7 separate regions of the Mus musculus genome follow, and regions 2, 3, 4, 5, 6 and 7 are each linked to region 1. Evidence: chromatin contacts called from public Hi-C and promoter capture Hi-C data. All regions are on one chromosome and are shown on one strand. Each heading gives the region's core, a stretch centred on a gene start, on an enhancer-like site or on the middle of the called end of the contact. The rest is flanking DNA. Distances are from core to core; before and after follow the strand shown.

Region 1 (3,086 bases), core at 410-2,909:
TTTACATTTTTCTACTTGGCTGATGGGAACAGAAATGAGATATAAATTTAAACTGCAAATGATGAAGCACTTTCAATTCAGTAGAAATTATAAACCATAAGACTATAGTTACAACTCCCAGTAAACAGCCATCTTCTACATAATTTTAGGTATATTACTATCTTCATCTTGTTCCACAAAAAAAAAAAAAAAAAAAAAAAGCTTAAATTAATAGAAAAGGTACCTGGCAGTTCTGAAACCTTACATTTTTAAATTTTGAAACGTTTCAGTTAACTAAGGAGAGTAGGGAGCACATATAAAAGGAGTTGGATGTCCAACCAAGTTCTTAGTGGCAATTATTCTGACGAGAATGTCTAGCATAGGAAGGCAGCCTTGTGCTCTTCCCTTTATCCATCATATCTAGCAAGGGCCAGAAGCTTCTATGGTATGCACTGGCCATGATTGAGCAAGCCCACTGGGCCTGAGGTCAATTGTAGACTAAATTATCTGGGAATGGTCTCAAATTGGTAAGTGTAACGTGTTCTCTGTAATCAAAGAGGATGTAAAGGGTGGAGGGAGTTAAGAAACGTCATCATGAATCCTAACGTAATTTAATTCTGGTTATTTCTAATAGTCGAGGAGAACTAGTAGAATACCCAGTTTCTTTTGATTCCAAGGTTGACAATTTAAAAGCAATCTCAGCTGCTATATGATGTGCTGCTGGCAAAATCAACCCGAATTTTCCAGAAGCTTTTCCTACAAAGCATCACCAACCATGCTGAAAACATACTTTGTCTTCAGCTTTCTTCAAATATCTTCCACCGTCAGTCTCAATTCCAATCTCACAATAAAGGGGTTATCTGAAGTCTCCGTAGCCCTCAACTTCATACATGTGAGCACTTTTTGAGACTACACACATAAATACTCCATCGCACCACACATTAAGATGCATAAGGGAAACGTACTCCAACAGAGACAGATATTAATGACTATTTATTACCTATTTTTAAGGACGACATTTACAGTGTCCCAGGCTGATCTAGAACTGGGAACAATCCTCCTGCCTCAGCCTCTCAAATGGGGCCAGTACAAGTGTGAGCCACCACTCACGGCAATAGCAACTAAAATTATATTCACGGAGGAGTGTTCCTCACCTACAAATGCCCCAACTCCTCACCAGGCACCAGGAAAATATTGCCCTGTAAACGAATAGATTCTTCAAAAGGGAAAGTCGCCCTGAAGCGAAGGGCTGGTTGTATGTTTCCATCTAAAAAGCATCAACCTTCATTATCAGCCAGAGACGATGAGAGGAAAAGCATTGTAATGATGGTTTTAGCGTCTCATCTCACTGGCAATGGAGAACAGGGATAACCGCAAACGAATGCAGTTTGGGAGCTTGGAGGTTAGAAAGCTGGGACCACTCATCGCCTTCTGGAGAGCAACAGACAACACAAGACACCCTTCTTTTCCAGAGCCTAGCGGCGGCGGCAGCATCACCTACAACAGCTCCCGCGCCCGAGCCCAGACCCGCCCCTCCCTCAGCCTCTGGCCACTCTGAGAGCTGCGAGCAGTGATTGACAGAGAAACCGTCCCGTCGTTGCATAAATGCTCCACTCCGGAACCGGTGACCCCCCCCCCCCCCACGCTTCCGTCCGACGCTCTCCCAGCATCCATTGCGTTGCGTCCTGTTCCCTGCTGTCCCTCGTCCCGCAGCGCTGGGCCTCTGAGCCCGCGTTCCGGGCTCGGCGCTCCGGGCTGCCCAGGGCTGGGCCCGGGACGCGGCTGCCCGCCCGCCCGCCCGCCCGCCATGGCGCAGCTGGAGGGCTATTACTTCTCGGCCGCCTTGAGCTGCACCTTCCTGGTGTCCTGCCTGCTCTTCTCCGCCTTCAGCCGCGCTCTGCGGGAGCCGTACATGGACGAGATCTTCCACCTGCCGCAGGCGCAGCGGTACTGCGAGGGCCGCTTCTCCCTGTCGCAGGTTGGTCTCTGCTGGCCCTGCCCCCGGGACGGATCCTCCCAACCTGTGCCTTTCCTCTCCCCGTCAGCCCTCCCAGACTTAAACCGTGAAGGGAGCTGCCTAGTGACTGTACCTAGCCTCGAGATTATGGCATATTTGTTAGGTGAATGCATAAAGATGATAGCTCCTCTTGGCAGTTGACCGATTTGTCTAACTAAGCCCTAGCACTAGAGACATGCAGGTGCTCCCTTGAACATGCATTAAAAACTACCTAAAGCTTAACCTATGAGGTTTTCCACCCGGTATTTTGAACGCGGAGTGGAGGATCTTAGGGCCCCCCAAAAGTTGATAGTTTTATTCTAACTTCATTCTTGGTCGTAGAAACTTACTGTTGTCTGGATTAAATTGGCAACTAGTCAGATTGCATCATTTAAAAAAATACATATCTGACTACAGAAATATGCACAGTGCAAAGAATCTTAAGATCCACCAGAGTTCTCATTATTGTTTGCCTGGTAGTTTGTAAAATTGGGACCTGGACAATTTAGTCGCAGAATATGCATTTTCTAAAGAGCAAGCCTTAGGAAGTAGAAATGAATAACTTACTGTCTGTTGGTTGTTGTCACCTTAATAATGGCAGACAGATTTGAGACAGGGAGCAAAACGTTCTTAAAATGGGGCTGGGGTGGTAGCTCAGTGGTTGAGAGCTCTTGCTGTTGTCCTGGAGAAGGCTACCAGACTTCTTTCTACCACAGTGAGCTGCTCACAACCATCTGTGACTCTAGGTCCAGAGGATCCAGTGCCACCTTCTGGCTTCCTCGGGTACCTGCATGCAGATGTTGCAAATAAGTATACTCAGGTGCATGGCACACACACTACATCTTAAAAATAAAACTTAAGAGATGTCTAGTCTGCCAGGATTTATTAATTATGTCATAGACGATCCTCTCCAAGTTCTTCATTATTAGGACAAATGAAACTTGATTATTTATTTATTTATCTTTTTTTGGCATTTTATATCAATGGGATAACTCTTGCTGTGCTTGACTGGTGGTCTTTTCTTTCTAAGTGGGATCCTATGATCACTACATTACCTGGCCTGTATCTGGTGTCGGTCGGTGTGGTCAAACCTGCCAGCTGGCTCCTTGGA
Region 2 (3,086 bases), core at 378-2,877, 1.5 Mb after region 1:
GTCCAAAACACTAAATGGAAAACTCCAGAAATGATCAATGTATGTATTTTTCTTTGTCTCTTGCTGTGAGAAGTGAGAAGAAATCCTGTGCTGTTGTTCGGCCCATCCTTCCCTGGTTTTAACTCTGTTTTCATGTTCACCCTGTGTGATTTGCACCATAGCAACTTTGTAGCTGCCTATCCCTCCTTACATGTTTACAAAGCCATGCGTCCTCCATAAGGCTTACAGGCTTCTGAAGAAACAGAAGTGTTAGTGTTGGACACACTTGAATCTAACCTCTGCCAATAGCATTGTTTGGCATAAGCTTCTATTGTAAGTGGAGATGGCATAGAGTGTGGCTTCCACTGCCTGTGCTGTTAGCGTTCACAGGCAGCGAAAGTGAGCATTGGGGCCGGAGGCTGCGAACTGAGATGTGGTTGGCTTTTTCAAAGGTTCCCTGCGCACAGGGAAGTGATGCTGTCTATGCTGATGCACTCTTCTTCCAAAGATGTCTTCCAAGCAGCTGCACATGCTCTGTCCACTCTCTTGGAACAAAATGGTAAGGGGAATACTGTGTTTTTTAATAAGGAGGAACAACGTTATGTTGTTTTCTTATAAAAGCTATAAATTCTGAAAAATTCAGATATGTAGATGGGGCTAGCTGAAGTGTGTATGTATGTATATAAAGGATAAAAAAATATATAATAGGTGTATGTTCCTCAGGACTTCTGCTCATTTATGGCATATGTGATACATACTTGCAGAAACTGGAACATTGTATCCATTTTAAATGCAGCCATGTATGATGCAAACTTACAGAAATTGTAACATTGTATCTACTTTAAATGCATGTTTTGCTTCCATCCTTATATTAATAAATGTATTTATTATTATTGTCATTACAATTTTAATAACTGTGTAGCTTTCCTATATATCTATAACCTATTTTAGGAACCAGTTTCTGTTGATTGACTTTTAGCTTACATACCATGGGAATTTTTAGAGTTCTCATCAGGTCTTTTTCTCTAAAAAAGATTGCCTGCATTTTCCTGTACATATTTATTTATTCTTCTTAAATAAATTTTACAGGAGTGCTAATGTTTGATGGGCTATTCACTGTTTCAAAACTGGTAAAATTGTCCAGAATGAAATGTTTTATATTTACGATTTTTTGAAAATGATTTTTTTATGTATAATCCCTCTTATACCTTAGGAGGTCCCTTAAGCTTTAAGGTCCTGGCTCAAACTGCTTCAGATTCCTGACCCCATAAACAGGAAGTTTTGCCAGGAAAACTTGTCTGGCATCAGGCAGGGGGACTTGGCAGCTCTTATGTGATATTTTTAGGCAGTGAAACATTAAAAAAAAAAAAAGGAAGATTGATCTGAGACACAACAACGTAAGCACCACCAGATTTTTGTGGCAAGGCCAGGCTAGTGAGGAAGACACGCCTCCTGCAGGCTGTTCCTTCTCTCTGATGGCATTTTAATAAAAGCAGAACCTCATCAAATGTATTGCGTACATGTGTGAAATTGTTAAAGAACAAAGTTAATCGGCTAAGAGTGAATCGGGCACATCACACAGAGGCTTGGAATAGCCAGGCCTTGAGTGATGACAGGGCCTGTCCCAGGGCTGAGTCATCACAGGATGTGTCGTGTAGCTATGGAGGTCTGGGCAGGGATTGCATTGCAGCCAAGGAGCATTGTGTATAGCTCCCCAGGGGAGAGGAAGCTTGCTGCCAGGCAGCAATAGTGTGGTGAGGCTGTGGGTCTTAACTATGAGGAGACTCTGTTAGGTCCCTCCATCAGTCGTTAAGATTTTGTGACTTGGGGTTGCTTTTGTTATGGCCTTTGTGGGACAATGACCTTGTGAGTCAGCTTGGCATCTGTTTGGAATCAGTCCCTGCCCTCCCTTCATGCTCCCCCACCTTTGTTCCCGGCTCTCTGCTAGATGTGCTTAGATGCCTTTGCACATCCTGGGCTTCCTGGTATAAGAGAGTAGTAAGATGTTCAGTGGCTTCCTTATTTAGCTCCACCACCAAATTCACACTGCAAGCAACTTGAGGCAGTGACTATGAAGACTGAAGGGATGGGAAGGGTTTTTGTTTTTGTTTTTGTTTTTTTTAAATCAGGATTGGGTTGGCAGAAAGGAGAACTGGGCTCTTAGACAGGAATGGTGACACAGGCCAGCAATCTCAGCACTCCAGCTAAAGCAGGAAGAATTGTATTCAGGGCCAACCTGAGCTACTAAATCTCAAAGAGAAATTAAAGAGGAAGAGGAATAAGGAGGAGGAGGGGATGGAGAGGGAAAAAAATGGTGTCTTGGCACCATGGCGATTTGAAGGCTCAGGCCCAAATACCTTTTGTGATAATTTTCTCATTTAGTTAAGCAGTTGCATGAATTGAGCTACCATGTTCTGAGTTCGTATCATGTACTAGATTCCATACAATCTACACCCTTGTGGTACGACAGTTACATAAAAATTTTAGGCTAGTGGTGTCAAATTCTAATGGGGAAGATGGACAAGAAGACTAACTAAGGAATGTGATGCATGAGTTAGCCAAGACAAAGGTCGAGCTGAGAAGGAGGGTTTGATCTTTGAACCAGAGGACATACAAGCATGAATGAGCACTCACTAAAGGTGACTACTGTAGGAGTTTGCGTTTTGTGATTTGTCTTTGAATGCAGATAACCTTTTGCTAAAATAGAGCCGATAAAGGCAACAAACTTCTACAAGTAGGTAGGGAGACGTGAAAATGTCCTGTACGCTCTGAAGGGACTTCACGACGACCGCCCTTCTCCCTGTCATGTTTCCCATTATTGAGCAATGCCATTTCTGCATAGTTAGATCGAGATGAGATTCGTGAATAAATCATGCAGCCCACTGAGATGTACAAAGTAGTTCAGAGCATCCCAGACCAGGCCATTCCACTGGCCTGTCACCAGTGAGCGATATGCCTCCACACACCTGCGGTCCTTCTCCTCAGGCCTGCCCCTGGCTCCCATCACCAATGGAGGAATGGCTTGCATCCATGCACTGATGTCTAGCATACTTGTGCTTCCTAGCCATTTTGTGAGATTCCAAGATTAGACGATCATTTAATTTTCA
Region 3 (3,086 bases), core at 173-2,672, 1.5 Mb before region 1:
AGGGGCCATCTCCAGGTGAAGAGTTTGTGCAGGTGCTTCTGTATAAACAAATGGAAGCTCGTCAAGACTTTCCGGCTGGGCTGAGACATCCTAAGCTAAAGCTCAAACTCTCTCCTAGCTACTTTACTTGTTCTAGGCGCTACCCCTTAGCTCTATAGCTCAAGAACCCATGTCTCAACAGTTCTCCTGGGGCTTCGGAAATCCTTCATGAAGGCAGATGTTCTCTTTCCTCTGGGGTGTAGGGTACGAGGGGCATAACAAGGAGAGGAAGGTTACTGGGAAAAAACTTCTGTACCCTACGGGAACCTGCTAGCTGAGGACCTCCACCCAGGTCTTTCTGCTGTTCCCCATTGAGTCTCATATGGAGCCACCACCTCCACCACAAACATCAGCTTCCCTGAATGGAAGGCGAAGAAGACAGAAGCCAGGCTCAGGGTTCCACACCAATGATGACTTCCACCAGCAGTGCACTGGCAGCCCAACCACCTTCCCTTGAACTTAAAGACACAGAATCCCAAACCATGTCCATTGACCAGTGATGGTGAATCAGGGTAAGCAAGGTGTGACATCAGCACTCGACGCCTCCCCCGACCGCACCACCACCACCTCAATCACAGAAGGAAACTCCTAAACACGCAGAACAGGAGATGGGCGTAGGACAGAACTCCCGCATAAGAGAACAAGCTGTGGTCTAAAGTGTCATCAGAGAAGGACCTCTGGGATAAATTCCACCTGCAGAAATTACATGGTCCGCACAGGCATCTGAACTGGGGCGTTCAATGTTCAGCTCCTTATTTCTTTTACCCAAACATGGCCCCAGGCCCTGAGCAGCTAGCACCTGCTGTGTCTAGCCTCCACCCAAGGGCTACTGAAAGTGGTTGCGCGCAACGCCCCCGGAGAAGGCGCCCGCCTTGACCACAAGCCCGGAAGCTCCGCGGCCAGCCGTTGAGAGCGCAGGACCACCCTAACGGCCAAGCCCTAAGAAGAAACCACTGAGAACGCGCGCTTCTCAAACGCGCAGCAATTCCAACCAACCGCCGTGGCGACTGCGCCTGCGTAGTCTTCGGACCGAACGCCCGACAGGGCAGGTGCGCCAGACCGCGCTTGCGTAGTTTGACGGAGGAGGCCAGCGACCAGACCTCGTGTGTGTGAGACTGCGCCGGAGTAACCTGACCTCCGGAGATGGGGCGAGGGGAAACTGCGCCTGCGTAGTCTTCGTAGCTCCGCCCCGTTTGCCTAGCCGGGGCCCATCCAGCCGTACTCTAGGCATCCCCCCCCAAGGCGGGGCAGGTGCGCACGGACTGCGCTTGCGCACGACAGCCCCGCCCCGGGCCCCGCCCCCGACCCGCGCGGGGCCCTGGGAGGGGCGCAGCGTCCGGCGGCGTCGCGGGCGGCGGGGCTGGGGCGGCGGGAGGGGCGGCGGGGGCAGACAAAGCGGCTAATGAATGGGCGCGCCCGTCGCGCTGTTCGCAGCCCGCGGGCCCGCGCAGCGCAGCGCGGAGCCGGCGCCTCAGGTGAGTGCGCGCGGGACGCTCCAGTGGCGTCTTCGACGGCCGGCGCCGCGCAGGGGTTGGGGAACCGCGCCATTGTCCGTGCGCGGCGGGCCGGGTGGAGGCTGTGTCCCGAGACTGCGCCCGGCCCGGCCCAGCCCGGCCCGGCCTCTGACAGCTGCGCCTCGCGCCGCGGGCGGGCCCAGGCCGCGGAGGGGAGCGACCGCGGGACGCCCCGTGGGACCTTTCGTCAGGTGCCGGGCTCCCGCCACGTCGTGGCGTCCCCCAAGCCGGTGCCGGTGGGCGCGCGTGTCCAGGAAGGGGCGCAGGCAGGCGGCACGGCGGTGACACGGGTCGGTGTCACGCTTCTTGGTGCCTGCCTAGCTTGAAGCGTGTGCGTCTGGGTCTGACCGCGGAGGCTTAACGAAACTTAACTCAACGCTTTGGCTCCGTAGCGTCTTCACGGTCGCAGTACCTGCCGTCATTTTTTGTTCCTTTTGTCCTTTTTGGTGCGACCCACTCGCTTCTGCCCGGGATGGCTGCGGGTCCTCGCTCTCCGTCTGGAGGTTCTCACGAGGCTCCAGCGCGTCTTTTCAAGTCCCTGCAGCGCCGAGCCTCAGGAGGAGCGGCTGTCGCGGTTCTGGCGTTTGTAAAAAGGGAAGTCATTTGTTTTTGAAGTTAATTAGGATAAGATTAAGTGTAGTTTTTAAAAGGACACTTGTGCCTTCTGGCTTCGTAAAGCCAGTCAGCCAAGGCAAGTACATTCTTGTGACTTGGTAGGAAGAAAGAAATTTTCCCCTTTATATCGTGGTGATAAAAATTAATAAGACCAGGGAAATTTTAGTTTTGAGTTTTTTTTTTTTTTTTTTTTTTTTTAGTACTCTGAATAAACGTAGTTGCAAGGCACGAATTAATTCCATGCTAAGCAGAATTGAGAAGCTACAAGTTTGGCTCTACACCCTGAGGGAGTGGCTTGTGCATGAAGACATTGGTGCATGCTTTCTGTAATCTATATAAACTTTTTTCTATATAAATTTTTATATAGACTTTTTGTGTGGCTTTTATTTTCATGAGAAGATCTAGTTAAAAATTTTTTTGAATCTTTAGGAAGTTTCAAAGTCTCAGTGTGCTGATAGGTTTTCATCAATTTACACAAACCTAGACATATTTTGGAAGAGGGAACTTTTTTTAATCTCTTATTTTTAATGTTCATTGGTGTTTCACCTACAAGTATGTCTCTGAGGGAATGTTGAATCCCCTATAACTAGAGTTACAGTTTCGGTTGTAAGCTGCCTGTGACTGAATGGAATTGAACCCAGGCCCTCTGGAACTGTTCTTAATCATCTCAAGAGGAGCCATCTCTCTAGCCCCAGAAGAGGGACTCCGTTTTTCTTCTTCAAAATAATTTTTGAAAATTATTTACTAATTGGGTGTGCTTTGGTGTTCTGCTTGCATGTCTGTCTGTGTGAGGATGTCAGATCCTCCTGGAACTGAAATTATAGATAGCTGTGAGCTGCTATGTGGGTGCTGGGAGTTGAACCCAAGTACTTTGAAAGAGCGCCAGTGCTCTTAACTGTGGGGCCATCTCTGTAGCCC
Region 4 (3,086 bases), core at 296-2,795, 1.4 Mb after region 1:
ATGTCATGAAAGCGCATAGAAGAGGTAATATAGGTCTCATATATGTCATCAGCTGAGAGTTTTGTCATTATGGAAAATTACACACAGAGAGGAGCAATGCCCCAGGAATTCATCTCTTACCTTCCACAATTCCCAGTTCATTTCATGTCTAATTCTTCCCGTTTTGACCCCACCCTTCAATCGTGGGTTACTTGGAAGCAAATCCTAACTATTCTAGCCTTGCAAATATTAGCACTTTACTACCACGCAAAGGTGAAAACCCTTGGCAACAAGAAGCACTCAGTGAGTACCCAAGCTGATGGAAACTTGCTTTCTTGTTCTGCTGAAAGTGCAGAGTGTGGACAAACTTTCAGCCTGACCTTCAGTTGTGTCTTGGCTCTCAACCCGCCTCTCAAACCCCTCCACCTCTTACCCATCCCAAAGACATTTCCTCAGACAGGAAAGAACTCCTCATCCGTTTGTGAATTGTTATCAGAATGTTAACGAACTAGAAGCCAGGAAATAAATTAACTGCTCTAATTCTCCTTCGGGGTAAATAACCTTGAGGTTGGGTCATCTGAGACCATAGAACATCCAAGCCTTGACTACAGCACTGTACCAGAGACTTCTCTTCTTGAAAAACCTTACTACGTGAGCATTTTCTTTTGCTTTCTTCTTGGGATGCAACATCTTCTTCACAGGGATGCTTTAGCACTGTGCCTTGCAGATCTGTCCCCTTCTCCCCCGCCCCCTCCCCTTTCTTCTCCTGCTTCAACTCTTCATTTACCTCTTCTCCTTCCCCCTCCCCCTCTCCCCCTGCTCTCTCCCTCTCTCTTCTTCCTCTACTTCTTCCTCCCTCTCCTTTTCCCTTCCCTTTCTCCCCTCCCCCCATTCCTTCTTTCTAGGTAGGCTCTTATAGCCCAGGCTGGCCTTGAACTTGTATGAAGCAAGGATGGCCTCCGATTTCTTTGGTTCTTGTCTTCACCTCCCAGGTGCTGGAATTAGCAGTTGCCCCGGCTTTCAGAATACCCCTTTTAACTTTAGAGGCCCGGGCAGCAGTACTAATAACTAGTTCAGACCAAGAATGCCGTTTAAAGACTGTTTCTTCCAACCTTAGCTTCACTGACTCTGCTGTGAGTTCCATCCTTGAGAGCTGAATCAGAGCTCCCAGATCCTGCCTGCAAACTCAAAACAGAGAGAGGCCTTTTGGCAACCACAACCAGAGCTCAGGATAACCAACAAGCAAACAACTCCTAAAGCCCATGTAGCTGGCCGATTTTGATTGTTAAACGCTGCATTCTTTGGGGAGCAAATTACTCCTCTCCCTATAGGGGGAACTCTTAAAAGAAACCGCTTTCCTGAAAGGGGCCAACTGGGCGGTGTCCTCCTTTCCCAACGCCCCTTTGCTATTCTTAGTGGCGGGGTGGCGGCTTTCGCTTTTCCCCGGCGGAGTTCCCAGCGGCGCGATGCGGCTGGGCAGGCCGGGCTGAGACTGGGCAGGGGCGGTCGCCGTCACCGTCTGGGCGCGGCTGGGGACCGAGGGCTGGGCCTGCAGCGGAGGCGGCCGAGCAGCTCTGAGAGCAGGAGCCGTCCCAGCTCGCCGCAGTCCCCGCCGGCTGCACCATGGCCAGTGGCGCCTGTCAGGGCTGCGAAGAGGAAGAGGAGGAGGAGGCTCTGAAGAAGTTGATAGTCAGGCTGAATAATGTCCAGGAAGGCAAGCAGATCGAGACGTTGCTTCAGCTCCTGGAGGACATGCTGGTGTTCACCTACTCGGACCGCGGTAATGCCTGCAGCCCCTCCCTCCTCTGCAAACTTTATCCTGCACTTGAGTCTTAATCTTGGGCACCCCACTCCTTTCCTTCAGGGAGGAAGGAGCTGAGATCCCTGGAAGATTGAAAGGATGCCAGGATGCCGTGGTTTGTGACTTTGTTTTCATCCCCCATTTGCCCCCTTCTTTTCCAGCCTCCAAGTTATTTGAAGATAAAAATTTCCACGTGCCTCTGTTGATTGTCCTGGACTCCTACATGAGAGTTGCCAGTGTACAGCAGGTAAGCGGGCCTTCCCATCTGTTCCTGAAGACTGTTCTGTGATAGGCCTTATGTCCCGGGGTCTTGAGATTTGCTTTAAGAGGGGAAATCTTGTCAAATGTTGGCAGAGGAGAAGCACCTTTGACATTATCTGGGTGGTGGTAGCAGCAAAATGAAAACAGGGCTCTTATTGGCAAGGTGAGTCCGTTAACCTTTCAAACTATTCTAAGAATGCTCCTTAATATACAGCGAGTTTCTGGTAGAGCAGTGCAGTGAATATTTCCAGCAAGGGAGGGTAATTAAAAAAACAGTAATAAAACAGTCAAGTCTAGGGTCAGTTTGCTTTTATACTTTTAAATTAGAAGACACATTTCAAGGATTCTTCCTGCAGTGTATATCACCCAGTATCTAAAGAAAGTGATGTTTCCCGAATGCCCCCTCGCCTGCCGTGTTTACATTTCTACTTTGCGGCTGTTATCATACAAAGTGGATACAAAAGTAGAACTTCTGTCTGGATCTGTGTCACAGGAAGTCCAGAAGTAGGCTATGTAATTAACTGTGATTTTAAAGCAGACTCGGATAAGTAAGAATGGCTTTCAGTCAGGACAGAATTACTTCTGAAGGTGCTAACTTCCTTTAGAGGTTTGCGATCTGGGGAACTGAAATCAGTTTTGTCATCCAAATACTGAGAGTTATTTGTCGGGGAACTCTGGAGGCACGGGAAGAATAGAATACTCCTTCATAGTCATTCTAGAGACTAAACTTTTCTTAGTCTCCAAGTTCTCTCTCTCTCTCTCTCTCTCTCTCTCTCTCTCTCTCTCTCTCTCTCTCTCCTCCTCCTCCTCCTCCTCCTCTCCTGCCTCCTCCTCTTTCTCCCTCTGTTCCCACCCTGTCAAGTTCTCACAGTATAACCCAGACTACTTAGAACTTGCCATTTTCCTGCCTCTGGCTCCCCAGTGCTATAATTATAGGTATATGTCACCATACCTGGCTCTAATTTTCTTTTAGAAAAGCATACTTTTATCTGCAGTAAATATTTTTATTTTTCCAATTGTGAAACTTTCCTATCTGACTAGTCAT
Region 5 (3,086 bases), core at 290-2,789, 1.4 Mb after region 1:
GCTAATTTTAGGTGAAAAGTATTCACAAAAGCCACTAATCCCTGAATAGGAAATCCCACCAATTTTTGAACTTCTGACAGAAACCCTCCAATCCCTGAACTTCTGACAGAAACCCACCAATCCCTGGGCACCAAAGTCCACCAAATCCCTGATTGGCAAAACCCACCAATCCCTAAGCACCCCCAAAGTCAGGCCTTGAAATCCCATGTATCCTCACCCTGGAAATTTCAACCCTAGAAAGCTCCATCCCCAAGAGCTCCACCCCCAATATAAGCACTGGACTTTGTCCCATTCCCAGCTGTCTGCTCCCTCCACGGAGCAGAGGCAGCCAGTCCTGGATTTGTCCCTCCACAGCCTGGACCCTCCAATAAATCTCTTTTATGAGATTTGCTGACTGATGTGGCTCTCTCTCATCAGAAGGCAAGAAACAACGAAGAGAAGAAGGGAAGAGAAAAATAGGGGCTGAGGTTCTTAAGCTTCTCGGCTCAGATCTGGATACCCACCCCACTCCTGGGAGCTGCCACCTCTGCCGCGGAGACTTCTGCTCAGAGATATGTGGTTCCTGGGCTCCTGTATCTCAGGATATCCTTCCATTGGAACACTGTCCCATCTCAGAACTGTGTGGTCCTGCACTTCAGAGTCCCAGGACACCTTTCCATCCAAGCAGAAAGGCCAACACTATATATGTCTAGACATATAAACAAACATACATCTACATGTACATATGCGTCATATACATTATATACACACTGTACAAATCACACACAGACACACAGACACAGACACACACACATATATACACATATCTATATATATAGATATATATGTAGAGAGAGAGGGAGGGAGAGAGAGAGAGAGAAAGAGAGAGACAGAGAGTGAGAGAGAGAGAGAGAGAGAGAGAGAGAGAAGCCATGGATTTGAAGGAAAATAAGTTCAGATAATGGGAGGGTAGAGAGATGGAATAATTATATTCTCAAAAATAAAATAAGAAAGCAAAGAACAATAGTAATAAAAACATTTTCCTTTAGCTCAAAAATATCTACACAGAACAGCACACATGCTCAATGCCGAAAATAATAACAACACGGAATTTAAAGCCACCCATTCCATTACTAACACCTCTTCCCCATACTTTCCCTTCTTCTCTTTGCTCGAATATGTTCCTAGGAACAATAGCCATGCTATTTTATCTCTACATATAAATTTCTAAAATAATACGTGTCTCTGTGGATAACATTTGTTTTCACTTTGAAAAGCGAAGAGGATTTTAGAAGACATTCCGCCTTCACCGCTGAGACCACGCTTTGTGAGGAAGGCCTGGAAAGTCTACCCTTGTGACTTCAAGGACATATTAGAAATATTTATAGTGCTTTTCCGTTCTGAGTAAATCAGCCGCTCGGAGATGCTTCTCGAATGCTTATGACAGTGCTGGTTGAATCACCTCTTTTGTTTTTCGTGTTCAGATTGTAAGGAGCAAGTAGCATTTTCAAAGCTGAGTATTACTCAGAACCAGCTCCCTCCCTAGGAATGAGTGACGTGAGAAATGAAAGTTTTAAATAGCTGTGGATCACCACAGGAAGTGCACGACATGAAGTTGGTTATGCATATATTACATGTGTTTTGAAGAGGAAGTAAACAAAAGAGAAAGTCAAGGAACACAAATATTTTCACTTATAGGACCCATGTTTTTCTTTGAAAACCAGTGTTGTTTTCTTGATGAGAGGGAAAAAAGACATGGCTTATTATATTTTCTACTATGTATCTTCTTTTAACTGTAAAGTTAGCAGGTAAATGAGTTGCTGAAATTAATTAGTTGAACACACACTCACACACACACACACTCACACTCATACACACACTCACACACACACTCACACACACACACACTCACACACATACTCACGCACACACTCACACACACACACACTCTCTCTCTCTCTCTCTCTCACACACACACACACACACACACACAAATAACAGTATCTTATGACCTCAAGTCACATTCATTACACAGTATCATGTATAAATTATCTATCATGGCTTGGCTCTTACATGTTCCTCAAAGGTTCTTGTTTGGAAGAAAGGTTTCCATCTAGCTATTACTAGGTGGCACGTTTAGGACAGAAGTTCTCAAACTAGTCATGACCTCTTTGGGATTCAAAGAAACTTTTCACAGGGGCCACAAATCAGATATCCTGCATATCAGATATTTACATTATAATTCATAACAGTAGCAATGTTAGTTATGAAGTAGCAATGAAAATAATTTTACTGGTGGGAGTCACCATAACATGAGGAACTGCATTTAAAATGTCACAATGGGCTGGAGAGATAGCTCAGCAATTAAGAGTACTGACTGTTCTTCCAGAGGTCCTGAGTTCAAATCACAGCAACCACATGTTGGCTCACCACCATCTGTAATGGGTTCCGATGCCCTCTTCTGGTCTGTCTGAAGACAGCTACAGTGTACTCATATACATAAAATAAACTAAAACAAAAACAAACAAAAAACACACGTGCACACACACATAAAGTGTCACAGCATTAGGAAGGGGACACTTAGTAAAAGGAAGTGAGGTTTCTGGGGGCGTGCTCTTGAAGGGATAATTGAGGACTCAGCCCCTCATTTCTCTTTTTACTTCCAGACTTCATGAAGGTTACCGTTTCTTCTGTAGCTATGCTCACAGCATCAGAGATTACAACAACCACAGACTGAAAGCCTCTGAGACTGTGTGTCAAAGTAGGAGATTTCTTTTCCAGCTGATTATCTTCATGTCTTGTTTCAGTGATGGAAAACCAGAAACACTATTCTAGTTTATGTCACCATGCTAGTTAGCCATTAATTAATTTTTATTATGTCCTTTTTCTTCCTGTGCTGTTTCATATTAATTTTTTTATCATGCGTGCTGTCTTCAAAAATAGTTTTATTGAGGCACAGTTCACATACCACACTCTGCTGGTCACCTAGTAAGAGGGAACCTCAGCTGAGGAATTATCTCTATTAGATTGGCTCATGGGCATGTATGTGCGGCTGTTGTATTGGCTGATAAATGATGTGGGTGGGACCATCCACAGAATGATGGTCC
Region 6 (3,086 bases), core at 168-2,667, 1.4 Mb after region 1:
ACATTGTGGCCTCTAGAGTCACCCTCCGGGATTTGAGCTGTTGTTCAATCTCATCTGTAAAACAAGAAAGATAAGAAATGAACCATCATCTGAGAAATGCAAATATAAACCAAGGGTGGGTGTTACCTGGGGCAGGGAGAATGGTCTGGTGAGAACGGAGGAAGAAAAGAAGGTGAGTCAAAGTTGACTGGGAATACAATTCATATAGACATCGTAGGGCATCATGTGGAGAAAGTCACATAACCAAAAGCAAACCCTGCATGTGAGCCAGCAACCCCACAGCAATTCAAAGCAAATCAAATTAGTATATTAAAGAGACTCCTGGGGCTGTAGTGATGTCTCAGTGGTTGAGAGCACACACTGCTCTGGTAGAGGACCCAAGTTCAATTCCTAGCATGTCCATCAAGCAGCATATAGCTCTAGTTATAGGGGATCCACACTGGATTTGGTCTCTGTGCACCTCCACCCTATACACCTCCACCCTGTACATATCCACCCATAGACACAAAGTTAAACACACAATTAGATATAAAAAATTAATTATCAAAAGCTGCCTGGAATCTTAAATTTGTTGTAGCACCATCCACAACAGCCAAGGAAAGAAAGCAAGTGGGGCCTGTGGGTTCATATACAGGTAAAGACAACGTGGGGCATTCATGCAGCGGAAGGCTATTTAGTCATAAAAATAATGAAATCGTGGCAGTTGCAATGGTGTGGGTGGTACTAGAAACCATTATGTAAGTGAGATAAGCCAGGCACAAGATACAGACCACATGACCAAAGGCATCTGTGGACACTAAAACGTTGGTATAGAAACTGAATGCAGGATGGTGCTTACTAGAAGCTGGGGCCATTTCAGGTTGGGGAAAAGATAGACAAAGTCAATCCATAGCCCTCAATTATAGATAAAAGGGAACAAGCAGTTCAGGTGAACTGTTAGCAAGATGACCAGAGATACTTTCAATAGTGCACTTTATAGGTGAAAAGCTAGAGAAGGAGTTGAATACAATGTATATGTGCATGAGTATCCACTCTATTAATAGCCACAACTATTAGGTTCTTTTGTATCAGTTAAAACATTTAACTTAAACAAAGGGTCTGGATAGATAAAGAATTGAGGGCTGGGGATACAGCTCGGTGTTGGAGCACACAGGCCTGGTGGCATGTCCAAGACCCTCAGTTCATCCATCCTCTTGCTCAGAGTGGGATGCCCCAGACAAAACAGAAACACAAAAGAATAAAGTATCTTATGACTGTCGAAAGGGTGGAACATGATGAAATCCGCTGCTCAGCCCCTACACACATCCTAAGCAATCTGCTAATTGAGCAAGTCACATTGTAACTTCTTGCCTTACAACATCCCATTGCGATTAGTTATGGGACAACAGACAAGGCCACGAGGGACAAAGCAGAACAGAACGACTTCCCGGTTTTTTATTTTGATCTTTGTTTTGTTTTTGAGACAGAGTCTCGCCATTCAGTCCCGGCTGGCTTAGTACTCTCTATGTGTTCCTGCTGTGGTAAATCTCCAACCCAAATGTGCCTGGCAATGAAAACACAACACAATTAATATGAATACATGCTCTGTGCCTAGATTGGGCAGATCTACCACTATACTACCATCTTCCACATCTATGAGACCTCTTAGAACTTTCGGTTTCTCCAGGCCATGTGCTTCTTCTCCTCCTCCCCCCCCCCCGTCCTCCTCCCCCCTCCTCCTCTTCCTCCTCTTCCTCCTCCTCATCCTCCTTTTCCTTTGCCCTTGCCCTCTCCCATTTTCTCTTTCTTTTTCTTCCTCCTCTGCATCCTCTCCCTCTTCCATTTTCTCCTTTTTCCCTCTCCCCACCTTCTGCTCCACCTTCCCTTTTATCTGCCCAATCATCAGCTCTCCTTTATTTTACAAGTTCAGGTGGGAAGCAGGTTTACAGGAAATCACCTGGGTGCTGACTCATTCCTTGTTTGAATCTATTCACTGAAGAATGGAATTAACATCGAATATAATTAGCCCCAGCGCCATCCACAACAAGTTCCAGACAGTTCTGTGGTCTCAGGGTTACAGGCTGGTGTCACGAAGGTTAAAAACCCACAGGGGTTATGCTATCATAGACACAGGGGACTCGGTGTACAGTGAAATCAATCGAAGACTAGGTCAGGACCCAGATAGCCTCCTTCAGAGACGGGAAGGGGAATGCAGTTAGAAAAGAGAATATTAAACTTTCTTAGAACTTAAATTCACTAACTGAAGGAGTCTTGCTGTGAATTTAATAATACTGAACAAGAGATTCTTTTTCATATTAGCGCCAAGGCTACTATTTTAGTGGATAATCTCTGGTGAGTATTTTAAGTCTAGTTGCTAGGTATCTTCTGAAAGAGGAAATAGAAAATAAAGGTTTTAAGTGTTAAATAACACGTACCTCAAACTGGCAAACCTCAGAGTCCCCTGGGGTCCAGACAGGACCACAGACATACAAGCTACACGAGAAACAGGCTCGTGATGAAAGGGTGGGGCCAGGGAGGCCCACCTCTCTCTCTTCCCCTGAGGGAAAGATGGCTGCGCATGCGCACATTTAGCTGTTTCACCCGGTAAGTAAAAGCGAATAGAGTGTTAAGCAAGGGACATGGCCCAATGGGTAAAGTGCTGCCAACAGAAGCTTGAGGACCTGAGCGCAAATGTGCAAAATCCATCTTTTTGTAAAAGCCAGAAGCTGTAACCTCAAAGCTGGGTGGACAGAGGAAGACAGCAGGGGCTTACTGGACAGTGAGCTACAGCCATCAGCTCTAGGTTCAGTGAAAGAGCCCGTCTCAAAAACAAACAGACAAACAAACAAACAAACAAGATGGAGAAGTGACTGAAGAAGATACCGTAATGTCAGCCTCTGAGCCTCTCTACATGATTGTTTGATGAGACAGACAGATGGGAGAGAGGAGGAGAGAGGGAGAGGGAGGGAGGGAAGAAGACAGAGAGGAAGAGGGGATGAGGAGGGAGAGGAAGATGAGGAAGAGGAGGGGGGAGAGAGAGAGAGAAAGAGACAGAGAGACAGCAAAGGAGAGAGAATCAGAAAGTTTCTGCTTTTGTAGTGGGGTAC
Region 7 (3,086 bases), core at 381-2,880, 1.4 Mb before region 1:
CTCTGTAGACCAGGCTGGCCTTGAACTCAGAAATCCGCCTGCCTCTGTCTCCCAAGTGCTGGGATCAAAGGTGTGCATCACCACCGCCCGGCTAGCTATTTTCAAAGACAACAGGAGACCAGGGTGAGCTGGACCGCTCAACCAGGAGCAGAAACAATACAAGGGAGTTATTCACCAGTACATAAAAACAACTTATCAGCCGGGCGTGGTGGCGCACGCCTTTAATCCCAGCACTTGGGAGGCAGAGACAGGCGGATTTCTGAGTTCGAGGCCAGCCTGGTCTACAGAGTGAGTTCCAGGACAGCCAGAGCTATACAGAGAAACCCTGTCTCAAAAAACCAAAAAAAAAAACAAAACAAAACACCTATCACAGGAATGGGGGCAGCTGCAGGGAAGAAGAGATGCTAATGGCTAAGCTCCAGGAGCCAAGCTCCAAAAAGCTATACTGCTCTTCTGAAGGTCCTGAGTTCAAATCCCAGCAACCACATGGTGGCTCACAACCACCTGTAATGAGATCTGATGCACAGAGCAAGCAGAGGTCGTAAATTCAACTCCCAACAACCAGATGAAGGCTCACAACCCTATGTACAGCTACCGTGTGTACTCATATACATAAAATAAACAAATCTTTAAAAAATTAAAAGCTATACTCTTCGCAAATGTGGCGTGGAGGAGGAGGGCATCTCAGATTAGGGGGTACCCTTCAAAGATCCTGTCGTCCCTGTCCATTGTGATTCCAAAGCTTCCAAGGGAACTGTGGGAATCATTCGTTCAAATTGTGGCTTTAACCTGGAAGTGTTAGCTGGTGTAGATGAACTTACTTGTAAACCAAAGACCAGACTAAACTGTTACTATTTATACAATCAGATGTTCTTTAAAATACACATAGTCCACATCTCCTCCTCCTCCTCCCTCAGGTCACTTAAAGTTCGGAAGGTCATTGTGAACTCACTGCCTGAGGCCCCTGAGGAAATGTCGACCACTGGGGCCCCCTCAACCACACTGAGCAGGACCCAGATGTAGAGCTCTGTTTACGGATGACAGCTCCGGGCGCCAGGTGAGGAGGATGGATGAACGGTCCAGGCCTCGGGCGAGATGTCCCGCCCCCAGGGACACGCTCAGCCTCTAAGTGACAGGTCCATCCCCGGGTTGAGGAACTCAAAGGCCGTCACGCGCGCTCGGGAGAACCCCAGCTTCGCCACCTCCCGCCCGAGTACACCAATCCCGGCGACGCGCGCTAACCTCTCCTCTCCGCAGGACCCCGCGGAACTGAGCAGACTGACCAAGGCAGGAAGCCGGCTGCGGAAACCGGGCCCGGAAGCCAAGTCTTTGCCCGAACTTGACATGGCCACCATTGCCCAGGCTGGCGACCGCAGCTGGCGCTTCCCGCCCGGAGAAAAGATGGCCACTCGTGGAGGGCGGGGCATGGGGACCCGATAGAAGATTACGGTTCTGCCTCATTCTCGCGGGACGCTGACCCGGGGCCTTCTCATTGGTGGCTTCTCGTGGCGAGCCTCAATTGGTCCACATCAGGCAAGGGGGATTCCTCCGGCCAATAGAAGCGCGCGGGGTGAAAGGTGGGCGGGGCCTCGGCGACGCAGTCAAGTAGCCCGGGGAACGGCCGGCGCGCGGGCCGGTGGGCGGAGGCTCAGACTCCGCCGCAGTTCTCGGTGGGTCGCCGGGCAGCCCTCCCGCCATGCACCTGCTGCTTGCAGCCGCGTTCGGGCTGCTGCTGCTGCTGCCGCCGCCCGGGGCCGTAGCCTCCCGGAAGCCGACGATGTGCCAGAGATGCCGGACGCTGGTGGACAAGTTCAACCAGGTGGGCGGGCGGCGGGGTCCGGGGCAGCGGCGCTGGGGCAGGGGCTGGCGGCGGGGTTCACGGTAGCCCATCGAGCTGGTGCCACCTCCACTACAGGGGATGGCCAACACGGCCAGGAAGAATTTCGGTGGCGGCAACACGGCGTGGGAAGAGAAGACGCTGTCTAAGTACGAATTCAGGTGAGTGTTCCCAAGAAGTGCGAGGATGTGCGGTCGCGGTCTGTGAATCGGTGGTCAGACCTTGGGGTCGGTGCAGACCACCGGCACACGGAGGAACCCCTTCGATGGTGGTGGACACCTGTCAATGGTCGTCCCTGCCTCTGGCCACTCAACTGGTCTGTGGTTTCCACACTCCCTACGGCCACTTCTGTGCGCACAGACACTGGAAGGCTTTTACACACACGCACACGGGCCTTTTGGAAACTCAGACTGGAGCCCCTCGCCCTCCTAGAGACTTCTGGCTTCCCTGACTAATGGAATAAGCTCCCTTTCTCATGCTGTAGGGATGGAGGGGCCTACCATTCCTGGGTCCGCTGCACACCCCCCGGTTAGCCTCCCCTTACTGACTAACCTTGCCTGTGGTTGTAGAGACTCTCCTCTTCGCTAAAGTAGTCTCTAGGAGGGACATGTGTAAAGTGAGCAGACTGGTGCTTTGGGGTGCTGGTGCTTTGGGGTGCTGACAGATTGTGTTTCAGTGAGATCCGGCTTCTGGAGATCATGGAGGGTCTGTGTGACAGCAGTGACTTTGAGTGCAACCAACTCTTGGAGCAGCAGGAGGAGCAGCTAGAGGCTTGGTGGCAGACACTGTGAGTGCCTGGGACCCTGTCTTCTGATCTCGCATTTTGCAGTATCTTCCCAGTAGAGAACCTAGAGAAGCAGGAAATATCCTACATCCCCATCCCGATTTACCCCTGCGCTGCCACCATCTCTTAGAAGCTTCCAAGGAGGTCCTGTGCACACCTGACCCTTGCTTCCCCCATCACATAGCCTTGAGGGCGTGGACAGTGCCTCCTAGCCCGAATCACCTGAGGTCCTTAGTTGCTTCAGCCTGAAGTTAAGAAGTGAAAATTGGAGTGGTTAAGCCTCACTTCAGCGCATCGTTACTGTCTGGCTATCACTGTTAGTTACTGATCTCTTACTACACCTAACTTATAAAGTCAACTCCCCCGCTGATATGTTTGAAAACGCCTGTGCTATATTTAGGGTTTGAAACTGTCCAAGGCTTGGAGCATCCCCACTGAGCCGTGCGTGCCTCCGGGCCAGCGTCT

Evidence for each region. Promoter capture Hi-C pulls out the DNA fragments that hold promoters and counts their contacts. Hi-C and Micro-C count contacts between places; a contact is called where the count stands out from the background.
Region 2: a promoter capture Hi-C map of hippocampal neurons shows a contact between it and region 1, with 2.8 times the contacts expected there. The contact joins the enhancer-like site here to the promoter of Alg10b in region 1. A contact is called at or near these places in 8 of 39 promoter capture datasets (the 3T3-L1 cell line, 3T3-L1-derived adipocytes, the C10 cell line and 4 more).
Region 3: a Hi-C map of B cells shows a contact between it and region 1, with 5 read pairs. The contact joins the promoter of Zbed4 here to the promoter of Alg10b in region 1. A contact is called at or near these places in 1 of 39 promoter capture datasets (pre-B cells) and 1 of 484 Hi-C or Micro-C datasets (B cells).
Region 4: a promoter capture Hi-C map of pre-B cells shows a contact between it and region 1. The contact joins the promoter of Lrrk2 here to the promoter of Alg10b in region 1. A contact is called at or near these places in 9 of 39 promoter capture datasets (the 3T3-L1 cell line, the SN4741 cell line, cranial neural crest and 6 more).
Region 5: a contact with region 1 is called in a promoter capture Hi-C map of pre-B cells, with 4 times the contacts expected there. The contact joins the enhancer-like site here to the promoter of Alg10b in region 1. A contact is called at or near these places in 4 of 39 promoter capture datasets (the 3T3-L1 cell line, the C10 cell line, liver and 1 more) and 1 of 115 datasets of contacts at active chromatin or transcription factors (large pre-B cells).
Region 6: a promoter capture Hi-C map of pre-B cells shows a contact between it and region 1, with 8 times the contacts expected there. The contact joins the enhancer-like site here to the promoter of Alg10b in region 1. A contact is called at or near these places in 4 of 39 promoter capture datasets (the 3T3-L1 cell line, the C10 cell line, hippocampal neurons and 1 more) and 1 of 115 datasets of contacts at active chromatin or transcription factors (large pre-B cells).
Region 7: a promoter capture Hi-C map of pre-B cells shows a contact between it and region 1. The contact joins the promoter of Creld2 here to the promoter of Alg10b in region 1. A contact is called at or near these places in 2 of 39 promoter capture datasets (liver and pre-B cells) and 1 of 9 other capture datasets (liver).

Annotation. Positions count from the first base shown.
Region 1 is chr15:90,222,652-90,225,737 of GRCm38.p6, forward strand. It overlaps Alg10b (asparagine-linked glycosylation 10B (alpha-1,2-glucosyltransferase)), which reads left to right and starts at 1,660. Exons shown (of 3, transcript NM_001033441.3): 1 at 1,660-1,957; 2 at 3,006-3,086. The coding sequence starts at 1,787. It overlaps Mir7648 (microRNA 7648), which reads left to right and starts at 1,709; the gene lies at 1,709-1,761.
Region 2 is chr15:91,701,739-91,704,824 of GRCm38.p6, forward strand. Lrrk2 (leucine-rich repeat kinase 2) reads left to right here. Exons shown (of 51, transcript NM_025730.3): 11 at 432-538. Among named protein-coding and RNA genes, the nearest start is that of Lrrk2, 30 kb to the left of the region's middle. Within about 2 kb of position 1,628, at least 186 of the 459 cell types and tissues checked have an H3K27ac peak or open chromatin away from gene starts, as enhancers often do. A contact at or near this core is called in 3T3-L1-derived adipocytes, the SN4741 cell line, hippocampal neurons and 1 more, where this site is marked.
Region 3 is chr15:88,750,289-88,753,374 of GRCm38.p6, forward strand. Zbed4 (zinc finger, BED type containing 4) reads left to right here and starts at 1,423. Exons shown (of 3, transcript NM_181412.3): 1 at 1,423-1,514.
Region 4 is chr15:91,671,679-91,674,764 of GRCm38.p6, forward strand. Lrrk2 (leucine-rich repeat kinase 2) reads left to right here and starts at 1,546. Exons shown (of 51, transcript NM_025730.3): 1 at 1,546-1,759; 2 at 1,942-2,027. The coding sequence starts at 1,603.
Region 5 is chr15:91,650,147-91,653,232 of GRCm38.p6, forward strand. No RefSeq gene overlaps it. Among named protein-coding and RNA genes, the nearest start is that of Lrrk2, 22 kb to the right of the region's middle. Within about 2 kb of position 1,540, at least 57 of the 459 cell types and tissues checked have an H3K27ac peak or open chromatin away from gene starts, as enhancers often do. A contact at or near this core is called in pre-B cells, where this site is marked.
Region 6 is chr15:91,631,919-91,635,004 of GRCm38.p6, forward strand. No RefSeq gene overlaps it. Among named protein-coding and RNA genes, the nearest start is that of Lrrk2, 40 kb to the right of the region's middle. Within about 2 kb of position 1,418, at least 49 of the 459 cell types and tissues checked have an H3K27ac peak or open chromatin away from gene starts, as enhancers often do. A contact at or near this core is called in pre-B cells, where this site is marked.
Region 7 is chr15:88,818,016-88,821,101 of GRCm38.p6, forward strand. Creld2 (cysteine-rich with EGF-like domains 2) reads left to right here and starts at 1,631. Exons shown (of 10, transcript NM_029720.2): 1 at 1,631-1,819; 2 at 1,916-1,998; 3 at 2,514-2,624. The coding sequence starts at 1,697. Alg12 (asparagine-linked glycosylation 12 (alpha-1,6-mannosyltransferase)) reads right to left here and starts at 1,303. Exons shown (of 10, transcript NM_001142357.1): 1 at 1,243-1,303.